Regions from separate parts of the Canis lupus genome. Here region 2 is linked to region 1. Evidence: chromatin contacts called from public Hi-C data. All regions are on one chromosome and are shown on one strand. Each heading gives the region's core, a stretch centred on a gene start, on an enhancer-like site or on the middle of the called end of the contact. The rest is flanking DNA. Distances are from core to core; before and after follow the strand shown.

Region 1 (6,470 bases), core at 2,017-4,516:
ATAGACAATCAATAGAACAGACATGTTTGACTTGTTTTATGTGCTTGTGCCTAATTTGCTGCCCCCCAGGACCTCAAGGAGATGAACAGAACATCAGTAGCACTGATTTGGTAGCCTCTAGAGTGGCTGTTCTCCCCAGGGCAGGATGCACTGCCTTCCTCCAAGTGAGCTAGAGGAGCCCAGAGGACTGAGGTCGTTCTGGCTGCATAGTGAGTCAGAAATGCCAGAAAGCAAAATTCTAGAGCCATCACTGTTGCTATTCAGTTGGTAATTTGAGACTCACTTGTGGATGCTTATTAAAAATTAAAATATAAATTCCTTGGTTTTCTGACCCCACTTCCCTCTCCTAGCAATTCAGTCCGTGTATGGTAGGACCTGGGAATCTGCATTTTTACCCAAACCGCAAGTGATCTCGATGTAGAGGGGGTACACGGACTACACCTAAGAAACCCGGCTTTAAAGGAAAGACGTGTCATTGGTACTGGATCTACTATTACCTTTCCTCTTGCAAACTTTCTACTTCGGATGTGGCAATAGGAAGGGTTAATAATCTGAGTTAAGAGGCAGACAGAACAACAATGTGAGTATAATTTTGGAGCAGAGCTGCTCCGATCCCAGAGATGTGGGTGGCCGGCTCTTCTAAGAGAGCTCGCACTAAAGGGTACGTCAAAGCGCCTTCTTTTTGGGGGGTTGGGTAGTAGGGGCAGGTCCTGGAAGTGCTCCCAAACTGCGGAAGAGAGAAGTCCAGTGGTCACCAGCTGTTCTGGGAGAGTGAGTCATCGCCTATGTGGCAGGAACCAGGAATGACTCCCTGGGCCGTGGGGGGCACCGGGGAGGTGGTGTCTGTGGTTGCAGAGCGCGGCGCATTCCAGAGGAGCCAGACCTCCTGCACGGATGCCAATCTGCGCTGTCAGTCACCTCGCAGGGGGACAAGGAGGGGCCCTCGAGCGGCCTCTGTGAGACCACAGAGGCACTGTTTAGTCATTGGTATTAAAAGCCCTGTGTTCACTGTCCCTGGGCTCACCCTCACCTCCCCTAAGTCCAATGACTAAACCAGGTCTGCTTCCTATTTTATGTCCTCTAGTCCCGGGACCCCATATCTCCTGTCCTACCTACACACTCCCTCCCTACATATTCCCTAGCTCCTCATCCCTCCTCCCTGAGACCCCTTGTCCTGCCTCCTGTCCCCCATCTCGGACCCATCCCACTAACAGCCACCACTGTGTTCTCTCCCAAAACAGAAATCCAAGCATATCATCCCCTTACTTAAAATCCACAGCTGGGTGGCACCTGGGAGGCTCAGTTGGTTAAGCATCTGCCTTCGGCTCAGGTCACAATCCCGGGGTCCTGGGATCGAGCCCCATGTCGGGGTCCTGGAATCCTGCGCCCTGTTGGAATCCCTGCTCAGCGGGGAGTCTGCTTCTACCTCTACCCCTCCGCCCACTGTGCACTGGAGCTTTCTCTCTCAAATAAATAAAATCTTAAAAAAAAAAAAATCCACAGCTTACCACACAGCTCAGTGGTTCTTAGACTCCAGTGCACATCTTGGAGGGCTTGTTAGAGCACAATGAAGGGCCTCTTCCAGAATGTTCTTTACCCTTCACATTCCCCTCTTTTCCCCCACTGAAACTCCTGACCCTGCTGTTCTCCATTTCCTCTCCCTCATCCTGACCCCACCACCACCACCACCGCGTTTTCATTATCACCAGCAACACACGTGGACTGCTTACTATGGTGCAGCTCGTTGAATCCTCACAGAAAAACAACAAACCCGTGACATGGGTACCATTATTCTTCCCATATTATGAAAGTGTTGAAACTGAGGCTCAGACAGGTTCAGAAATCTGCCCCAGTCACACAGCTAGCAAACGGTAGAACCAGGATTCCAGCCCTCGTAGCCTGGGCCCTAACCCCAGCAAGGACTATGGTGTATGCAGGTAGATTTATACTGTCTTTGCTGCATTCTCTCAGGATAGTCTTCTGGTCACTCACATGTATAAACAGACGTACAAGGGAACATAAGGCCTCGCACCAGACAGCAAGTTATTCAAGAAAGGATCTTCACCTTTGTTTCCTATGCCTAGCATAGTAGGTTCTCCATCAAAGGTGATTAAGTAAGTGACCCACTTGCACTAGGGTTTTTGCACGTGTAAATTTCCTGATTGGCCTTGAGAAGTGAGAAACATTCCAGAGTACTTAAATTCCTTATAACACATAACATATAGGTATCATTTTATATCAGGGGACATATAGGTATTGCTATGATGAGAGGTATAAATGAGGTGCAGGTATCACTTTATATTAGGGGAAATCTGGATGAGAACGGAGATCCAGAGACCATTATTAGTACCACCTATTCTTAGTGGGTCACCATTTAGTCCATTTTCATTTTGGTCACCCTAATTACATCTTTTTAAACTTATTCACAGTGAAGGGAGTTTTGATCCTTAGCACATCATGAAGACAGAGATGCCTACGTGGGACTTTTAAATTTTGGTTAAGATCTTTTCTACTGCTCTAGAAAAATACCCTACAAAGTCAACATTTGAAGCCAAAGAAGAAAAGAAAAGAAAAAATCAGGAACAAGTGCATTAGAGTACAAATTTCATGTGTATTTGGAACCAAGACCAAAACATGTTTTCTGTAAATAACCTCCATTCACAACACAAGATCAATTATCTTCTATATACAAATCCGAAGTGTAGGCCAACATTAGCTCCTGCTTCTTGTCTCCAGCTGGAAAGGAGATTGTTGCCAACCAGCCCTCAGAATATCTCCCCCCCTGCAACTTTTCTTTCCCAGGTTAAGAAATTACAGTTTGGGTCCAGAAAAGAAAAAAGAGAGAAGGCTACACCCCAGATTCAGAGTGGCCTGTCAGCACTCAAAGCCATTCCAGAACTAGCACAGGCCTCAGAAGCTTCTCCCCAGCCTCACTCTGGGCTTAGGGTCATGCAATGCCAGACGTATTTGTTTCTTTTCCATCTCACTTCAAGGCCCTTGTCAAACGCAGCATAACTTAACAGGCTCTGTCAGAGTTAGTACCTTGTAAAAGTACCTAGAGCCAAGCCAGCCACCTGCACTGTTCTGGAAGGCAGAAATATAGTTTAAAAAAAAAAAAGGACACACATCTCTCCATTCCTGCAGTGGACATTCTAATTCTCTTGCTACCAACTGGACAAATTTCTCTCCTCTCAGAACCCAAGACAACCCATTGTCTGGGCCTCTGTGTCTTCTCCCCCGACACAGAGACAAAGCTTCAAGGGCCTACCCTGCCCTACAGAGGCCCAGAGCTGGAGCCTTTCCTCAGAGGCAAGGTGGAGACTGAGAAGTTTACTCCCTTTGGCCCAGTAGGCATAAAGGTGACTTCTTTTTACAACTCCCTCAGGCTGATTTTTTCCACCCTACAAATCAGTAAGCACAAATCTTTGCAGAGAAGGCTGGAGTTTTAAGTGTTCAGTCAGGGAAGAAAAAAAAAAAAAACCCAACAACATACACGCAACTTTTCCAATCCAGGCCTGTTAAGGACACATGATCTCAGACATTTCCTGCTTGAGCCCAAGTGGCTTCCCTCCTCTTACACACATGCTCCCCCTATTGCCTGCCACTGACAACGCACCCCCGGGTTCAGGGGAAGCAGGAACACCCCAGCCTGGCCCTGGAAATAGCCATGTTGTAAGACTGCAGAGATGCTGCCAAAAAAACGAAATAGCAGAGCCTCAAGAATTGTTCCATTGCTCTGGTGAAAGGCCCGAGCTGAGTCTTTTCTTTACATTTCAGAAATCAACTCTGTAATTAAAATGGAGCAAATACTTCTGAATAGAATTTGGCCAATCAAATTAAATTTTGGCTTCTCCCTTAAGAGTCAAACGAAAAGAACTTCAGATTTGGATTCAGACTCAAGGGGGTCAGACTCAGGTTCTGCTCCTGTATTAGATGAGTGACCTTGAACACTAACCTTTTTAAGCTTCAGTTTATCTCCAGTTTGAGCATAATGATACTGCTTAACCCCTCCTGCTGTTGTGGAAAGTAAATGAAAGAATGAGACTGCATGAGAAAAAGAGTTTTAGAACATAGAAATTGAACGTAAGTTATTATTTCCTTCCCTTCCAATCCAGCACATGTGCATGCACGCATGCACACACACACACACACCCCTTTTCCATACATCTAAATGGAAATGGTATTACAGGCCACCCAAGCCCCCCCAAAAGGAAGTAGGGCAAGGAAAGCTCAGTCACAAACAGGAAGTAACAGAAATGCCACCAGAAAAATTGGCTCAGGCAAAAAAACAAAAACAAAAACACAACACAACAAAACAAAACAGTCCTAGGTTAAGTTTTAAAGACCAAGTTAGGTTTAGTTAATGATTTGAGGTGTTGCCAGCCTGGCCCAACCCCTTAAAATAGGGGGTTTTCAGAGAGATGCTTAGTTAATTATTCTGACCTTAATTTGACCTCCCAAGTGGGAATTAGCACCGGGCATTTTAGGATTTCTGCAGTTGGTAGGTTCCTGCCTTTTTAAATGTAGGTCTCTCCTCCTTTTCCCCTGGGGCACTAGGAGGGGCCCAGTTTGAGGCCGCGAGGAGCTGGGGCTCCGCCTTCGCCTGCCCTGCACCGCCGCGCCTAGGGGAGCCGCCCTGCAGCCCTGCTCAGATTACCACCTCCCTTCCTGGCTTCCAGAACTTGCCACATTGTAGGTTGGCTTCTTGAGGGAATGTAAGAAAAGCATTCCGGTGACGGCCACACAAAGAGGTTTTACAGTTCTGGGGATTATGTCAAACTTTCCTTCCAAACTCTTGTTAAGAAAAGACAAAATCCTGGATATGGTTCTAGGGGGAAGAGAAATCTAAAGGGAAATATATATCTACGTGTCAGGACACATTGTGCTCTTTATTTTCTTGTTTTTCCTGTCTCCTTCTTGAAACCTCTTCCAGGAATCTTTACCACCTTTCTTGCCTGTTCCTTAATTTCATGTGTTTTTAGGGGAGGGAAGCAAGAGGATTAGAAGCTTAAATATCTTAAGCCACCACCAAGCATTCTTACTACTTGTCATTTGTTTGCAGGACCAAAGTTCCTTTGCTGGCCCAGATGAAGAGACTACTTTATGCCTCCCTTTGCCTCTACCTTTATTAGTAGTAGTAGTAGTAGTAGTAGTAGTAGTAGTAGTAGTAAACAACCCTTCCAACTCTTAGCAAATTGCTTGGTGTGAGTGAGAGTTGGAAAAAAAAAAAATCTACATCCATCCTTTGAGGGACTCTAGTCTCTGGACAGCGCCAGAGAGACACACACAAATATTCTAGAAACTGTACCAGGTCTCATTTTAGCCTTCGTATGTTCTGCAATGGCCTTTAGCTTCACATGCTCGATTGGAAACTGTCAAGATGGTGGTGATGGCGCTTTCAAAATATTTTCCCATGGGGGCTACGAAACAAACCTGAGAGCACAGTAAACAGGTGGAATTAAGCTGGAGTTACAGAGGAAGAGATGAGGAACAGAAAGGTTCAGTGGTTAGTCCAAGGCCACTCAGCTGGTTTCTCGTGAAGCCCAAACCTTGAGGTCAAAGTCTTCCAAAATCCTACTCTAGCATTGAGCGCCCATTCTGGCATTATCATCAACACGTTCTACAGGTTCTCATTTATGCCAAACAAATAGACTGTCACTATTTTTAAACATAGGGTAATGTGAGCGTGTAAAGGAATATCACTTTTAGCAAATTACGTAGGGTGTGTTTCATAAACAAAAATAGGACTTTGAGAATCTTTTCAACAGACGGTGCATTTTTTTTAAATTAAAAATTGATTTTGGGGATCCCTGGGTGCCTCAGCAGTTTAGCGTCTGCCTTTGGCCCAGGGCACGATCCTGGAGTCCCGGGATGGAGTCCTGCGTCAGGCTCCCGGCATGGAGCCTGCTTCTCCTTCTGCCTGTGTCTCTGCCTCTCTCTCTCTCCCTATGTCTATCATGAATAAATAAATAAATCTTTAAAAAAATAAAAAAATAAAAATTGATTTTTAATAGGTAATTCAAGTATATGACTCAAAGGTCAGAATTCTTCTTGAATCATATTGTACACCTGAAACTAATATAACACTGTATGTTAATTATATTTCAATTAAAAACCATTTTGTTTTAAAAGAGGAAAAGTTAGAACTCTAAAGCACCTGTGAAGGTTCATTGCCATCTCCTACCCCTTCATCCCAGTTCTCTACTTCCCTCGCTCCTTTGTTGGTAATCATTCTTGCTTTGTCTTCTTACCTATTTTCTTTATGAAAATACAAATAAATACAAATGTGTGTTCGTGTTATGTATTTGTAGTTTTATAGTGCATTTTGAGTTGGGTTTCCGGAAGTGGCGGTAGACTTTTCAAAACCATCCCCTTCTTGCCTGACAACCTCAGAGATCATAGGTATTGATCTGCAAATGGTGAGAGTGTGACCGAGAATCCAAAAGAGTTAAAGCAACAGAGGCTTCAGT
Region 2 (5,902 bases), core at 935-3,434, 230 kb after region 1:
GACAAACACAAGAGTATGACTTCACTCATGTGGAATCTAAAACCAAACTTACAAATTAGTGGTGATCAGAAAGGGAGGAGAGGGGAGGGCATAGGGAAAATGGGCAAAAGGGGTCGAATGTATGGGGATGGATGGTAACCAGACTTTTGGAAGTGATCGCTTCATAATGAACACAGACATCAAGTTATATAGTATTGCACTTATATGTGTAATTTACCAATTTTGCCTCAATTTAACAACATAATAAAATGAAATACAGACACCATGATATGTTTCCTATCTTCATATCACTGCTACGTCTTCTTCAGAAACAGTAAACCATGATATCATCAGGAACCTTAAAATGACTTCAACCACAGAGTTTAAACTTTAACAAAACATATTAATATGGAAATAGAACATACCAATTTGGACTCGTCTATCGAATGCAATTCCAAAAGAGAAGTTTTTAGTTGCACAGCCAGAGCAATCTGAGATGAAATGTGGTATCTTTAAAGCTACCGGATATAGAGAAAAACATTCCACGGGCTTTTAAATTTCTTAATGTTACTTTAATTCCAAATTTCTGCTGAAACCAGAGAAATTTGGAATCTCGATGATCATTAGACAACAAGGTGCTAGGGACACTGAAGCTCCTTCCTGGGACGGTGAGTGGGTAGTGTGTGGCCCTAGTGAGGCAAAGGCCCAAAAGATGAGGCACAAAAGATGACTGTGGCCCACAGGCCACAAGAAAAACCCTTCAAATGAAGAGTTTTATCTCTAACTTTTAGGCTAGGTATCTGCAAATTAAGGCTATCACTTTCTCTGCTCAAATTACTGGTTATGCCAAGTTTAATAATTCCATACAGTAAGGGGGGGAAATCACCAAATGAGGTCTGTAGTTCAAGTCCACAAAAGAGAGAACTAATTCTATCATCAGGTCCCATTTCCAATGAATCTGAATACTTGGGACGCCTGGGTGGCTCAGCAGTTGAGTGCTTGCTTTTGGCTCGGGGCATGATTCCGGAGTCCTGAGATCGAGTCCCGCATTGGGCTTCCTGCAGGGAGCCTGCTTCTCCCTCTGCCTGTGTCTCTGTCTCTGTCTCTCTCTCTCTGTGTCTCTTAAGAATAAGTAAATAAAATCTTAAAAAAAAAAAAAAAAAGACTCTGAATACTTGCTACGTGTCATGATCTGAGACAGGAATGTGTTTCCATTATAACCCTCTATGAGACTAATATATTTTAAACATCTTTCTTAATCAAAAATTAATTTTTCCTACTATCAATGTCACATTATAAAATTGAAAAAGACAAAGGGGAAAATATCACCTATTATCACAACTTCCCACACCTCTGTAGAAAATGTCCTTGTATTTCTTCCTCTGCGTGTAGGTTATTTGTCACAGAGTATAATCTGAGTAGTTATAATAAAATACCCATATTTGGTTAGTACTGCAAAGTCATCTATCTTGTATCCAGCAGAAATCAAGCAACAATCTATGAACCGAACCCTGTGCCAGGTCCAGAAGCATAAGAAGACTGCAGCCTTGCCTTAATGGAACTTTAACTCAGTGTCAGAGACGTACCCACAGTGCTTACAGTGGCCTGTCGAGGAGGCACAAGGGGATGCAGGCGTGGGGGTCCCCCCCAGGCAGGCTCACTCACACCACAGGCCTCGGGCCCATGGAGAGCCCGGCAATGGCTCGTCCGTCCTTCTTCCTCCGGGGACATTGCGACCATCTCTGGCTGCTGAGCCACGTGACCACTACACCTTACTCTAAGAATCCCAAATTCCTATGGGTAAACATGTTAATCTAACTGCATTCCCAGCAGTGGAATTTCTGACAGAAAGTCACCAGCTTCTTTCCAAGCACTTCTGGTAATAAGAAAGGCACATGCTTGTCACACACCATTTCACCTACTTCCCGATAACCAGTAACCATGATAAAGCCAGTGAACTCCAGTTATTGTCAAGGTTCTGCCTTTGGTTGGTCAACAGCATCATTAATAGGAATACACTGACTTGTGGAAGCTGGAGGCTGTGCCTTCTCCTCCCAGTGCAGGCCCTGCCCTGTCCTCCCCACCATCTAGATGGTAACTTGAGTGGGTCCCCTGTGCCATGCTGGCACCACGCTTCTCCTGTCCCTCCTTGGAGGAGCTGCCATGAGTTGGGCCAATCAGCTCCCAAGCATGTAAGGGGAGACACAGAGCGGCAGTTAGGTAATCAGACGCCTCCGGAGCTAAGGGGTCATGCACTTGGAGGCTGGTGTGACTGTACAGAGTGACGGGCCAGCTGGGAACGCCGGTGTGTGGAATAAAGAGGAAACCAGAAGAAACATTACATGGCCCTAAAAACAGGGAGCCAGAGAGACTTCCGTGTCTCCAGACAACTTCTAGTTTCCAGCTCTTGCTCTTATCTTGATGTTTAAAATCTCCTTCTGATTAAGCTTGCTTGAGTCATTTTCTGTCTCTTGCAACAAAACAATCCCTAAGTCTCATCTGTTTCCTGAGCATTCCCTGAGCACCGCCTATATGCAGTGGGCATTTGAGGACAGCTGAGAGCTGAAAACAACTTCCTTTCTCAAGAAACTAGCAACTGGTGGGTAGGCAAGAAGAGAACATAATCAGGGAAAGTAGGCTGGTGATAATCGGGTCTGGTTTAACAGAAAGAGAAGGGAATGCAGCCATGACAACCAAGAGTCCAGACCTTTCGACCACGGTCTGCCTGCATGACCACAAGTAGGTCCCCCTCCCTCTCTGAGCCTGTTTCTTAATCTATAAAATTAGACATTTGAAATTTCCAAGTCCTTGTGTGCTTTTAACGATTCCTTAAAAGCAATGCACCCAGTGCCTCCTACATACGCGGTGACAGTATTTTTGGAAGCCATGCGGGTCGTAGAATATCTGTAAGCTCTGTGCCAAGTTTACCACCTCGGTTAGGAGACGACGGAGCACAGGCACCATCCTGAAGGCTGTGCTCACAGTTCTGAGTGACGGGGTCAGGGCTAAGTAACGCGTTAAAGAACTCATCACCTAGAGCGGCCTGTGCAAGAGAATTTGGGTGAGGGAAACGTTCTAGAGCTAGCCACTGGCCACACGTGGTTCTTAAGCACTGGAAGTGGGGCTAGGGTCAGGAACTAAATTTTGCACTGTATTTAAGGGTAATTAGTTTACATTTGTTTAATGAGCCCTACGTGGGTAGTGGCAACCATGGAACAGCGTAGACCTAGAGGTTAGGACAGGTAACCCCAAGACAAAGTATGGGGCTCTCCAGCAGGATCAAGCATCGGGGAAGGAGAGGCTGATTACGTCCAAGAGAAAAGAGGAAGAGACGATGACACTGAAGTGGCCTGGAAGGATTTGGAGAGGCTGTCAGGGCTGAAGTGTGGTGTGCTGGGTGCAGAGAGGACGAGAGAGGAAGAGGAGCTTTCTGGATCCATCCCTGCAAGATCACGGCTGCGTGAAGAAACCCAGCAAGTGTGTGAGCAGCAAAGCACCGTGGCCCGTGCTGCAGGCCCCCTGGCTCCCACCCCATACTCATTCTCCCCTCCGCCCTTACAACTGTGGATACTGCACTAGGTGGCAACAAGCTCAGCCAAAGTTCACCATCTCCCAGCCTCCCTGTGGCTACTAGCAGCCGGTGACACAGTTCCAGATAATACCACCAAGTGGAGTTCTACTAGAGATTTCTGCAAGTCTAGCTCTCTTGATATAGAGGGGTCATCCTCTCCTCCTCAGTGCCTCCCTCTTCATTCATCTTAGAAGCGCAAGGGAAGCCAAAGGCGCAGCAGCCACCTTGTGACCATGAGGCATTGGGGAGGATGGACGGGGAAACAGAAAAGCCCCCCCCGCCCCCTGCCCAGATCACCTGCTGTAACATCAATGAAGCCACTGAACCAGCCTTTTGCTCTTTCATCCCCCAAACTGCCAGTTTGGGGAGAAACATCAGTCCCTCCTCGCTTACACCAGAGTAGCAAGATTTCTAGTGCATTCAGTCAGACGATCTCTAAATGACATTGAATTTGGCACCTGGAGGTGACAGGCTAAAAAATGTGGAACCAGCAGGGCAGAGGAAATTGGGGAGGAGGTGAGGAGGGACCCCCAGCAAATGAGCAGCAGTCCTATGGCTTTGCTTGGTGCCAGTAAAACATCTGGTATAACTGGCCTGCTCTGTCCCGGGGAGTACACCAGGCGTGACACGCCACGGTGTTAGGAACGACAGAAGAAAATTCCAGAACATGGTGTGTGCATAGATTGCTCCAGGGGAAAACGATGAACGCGTTCTGCAAACAGCAGTAGGAAGAAAGAGCACTTTGTCAGGGCGCCCATCCCCACCCCTGAAACTCTACGTCGTCCTGCGAACCTTGCAAGGCTCAAGAGGCTGCTGGCTTCTGTGACCCGCCCAACAACCAGGCCGGGGCCAGTAAGAAACACTGTCCCTCGGTAACTGGGGAAGGTGATGCTACCAAAAAAAAAAAAAAAAAATCTAAAAACCAAACTGTCTTTCATCAAAAGTTCTCTCAAGTGAACACACCTGGACAGGAAGTAGACCACAAGACCTCAACTTACTGTGACCAACCTATTATTCCCTCAAGGGTAAAATGCATAGTTTGGTACCACAAATTATTTTCGGAATCACAGACCACCATGGTTAACAGCATTTCTATATCAATAAATGATGTTTAAAAATAAAATAAAATAAAATAAAAAAATAAATGATGTTTAAAATCTTGTTAGTGTCCATTCTGTAAATATTTTCATTCAGATGAAAGTGGTAAGACAAATTTACTTGAAAAAAAAAAAAAAAGATCCATTTAGAAAGTAGTTTCTATGCATCCCTTGGCTTTATCTCAGCATTTTACAAAATCTAGAGCTCACCGTGTATGCCAACAGCTGTAATTCTGGAGCTGCTAGCTTACATCCAGTGCGAAGGCATGGCTTTGCTACCTCCAGGAGACGTACGTGCCTTCACTTAAATGGTATTAATAGAAACCATTCAACTAGGATAGTTCTAGTTCTGTTTTTAAAAATTAGGATGTAAAAAAAAAAAAAAATTAGGATGTAATAATGCCTAAACCGGATGCTGTATTAACAAAGGTTAACGCTGAATTCTAGAATCCTTCCAAAGTAAGAAATTGTTCTTTCATCTATCACAAACACAAATTTAAGCATATATTCCCAAAATTTAACAGTTCACCAATGGGATTAACAGACTGGATTTAGGGGCGTCTGGATGGCTCAATCAGCACAACATGTGACTCTTAATCTTGGGGTCATGCGTTCAAGTCCCACAGTGGGCTCTGAGCTTACTTTAAAAAATAAAATAAAATATAAAAAAAAGAGACTGGATTTAGAACCAATGTGGTTTGAATTGTAGCTGTGCCGACTAAGTGCTGCGGGAGCCGTGGCCACGTCATGCAGGATTTCCAGCCTCACCCCTAAGAAGATCAGTGTGAGAATTACCATCCAACTGTGGAAAAGTGCAAACACCAAAGACTTAATACACGATAAAGATAATCACAATGACTAGTATTAATATTTGATTACTTTTATTGCGAAGAAAACAGGACCTGTTGGCTGTTTCATAATCTGCCATAGAACACATTTCTACTTTTCAGTCTTGTTGTTCATTTTACTAACGACCACTGAGAGCTTTTTTGGTTGGATTTTAAATCAGGATAGGCTGTACCCTTGCCTACCAGCCACTGCAGTGTGAGAAATTCGGAGGGCCTCAAAGTGTGGTCCCCAAACCTCCAAAATCAGCATCACGTGGGAGGCTGTAAGAAATGCAAATTCTCAGGCTCCCCCAAGAATTCCATATCCAGAACCAGAAATTTTAGAACCAAGGAACAGCAGTGTGTGTCTCCACGAATCCTCCAAGGGGTCTTAAGCACACTTGGTTTGAGAGCAGCTAAAGGAGATG

What was found. A called contact is a pair of places that touch in the nucleus more often than the background predicts.
Region 2: a contact with region 1 is called in a Hi-C map of skin fibroblasts, with 2.3 times the contacts expected there. The contact joins two enhancer-like sites. A contact is called at or near these places in 3 of 9 Hi-C or Micro-C datasets (blood and skin fibroblasts).

What each region holds. Positions count from the first base shown.
Region 1 is chr3:74,484,740-74,491,209 of UU_Cfam_GSD_1.0, forward strand. No RefSeq gene overlaps it. Among named protein-coding and RNA genes, the nearest start is that of KLF3, 250 kb to the left of the region's middle. Within about 2 kb of position 3,267, at least 5 of the 20 cell types and tissues checked have an H3K27ac peak or open chromatin away from gene starts, as enhancers often do.
Region 2 is chr3:74,718,442-74,724,343 of UU_Cfam_GSD_1.0, forward strand. All of the region lies in intron 12 of TBC1D1 (TBC1 domain family member 1), which reads right to left. Among named protein-coding and RNA genes, the nearest start is that of TBC1D1, 170 kb to the right of the region's middle. Within about 2 kb of position 2,185, at least 3 of the 20 cell types and tissues checked have an H3K27ac peak or open chromatin away from gene starts, as enhancers often do.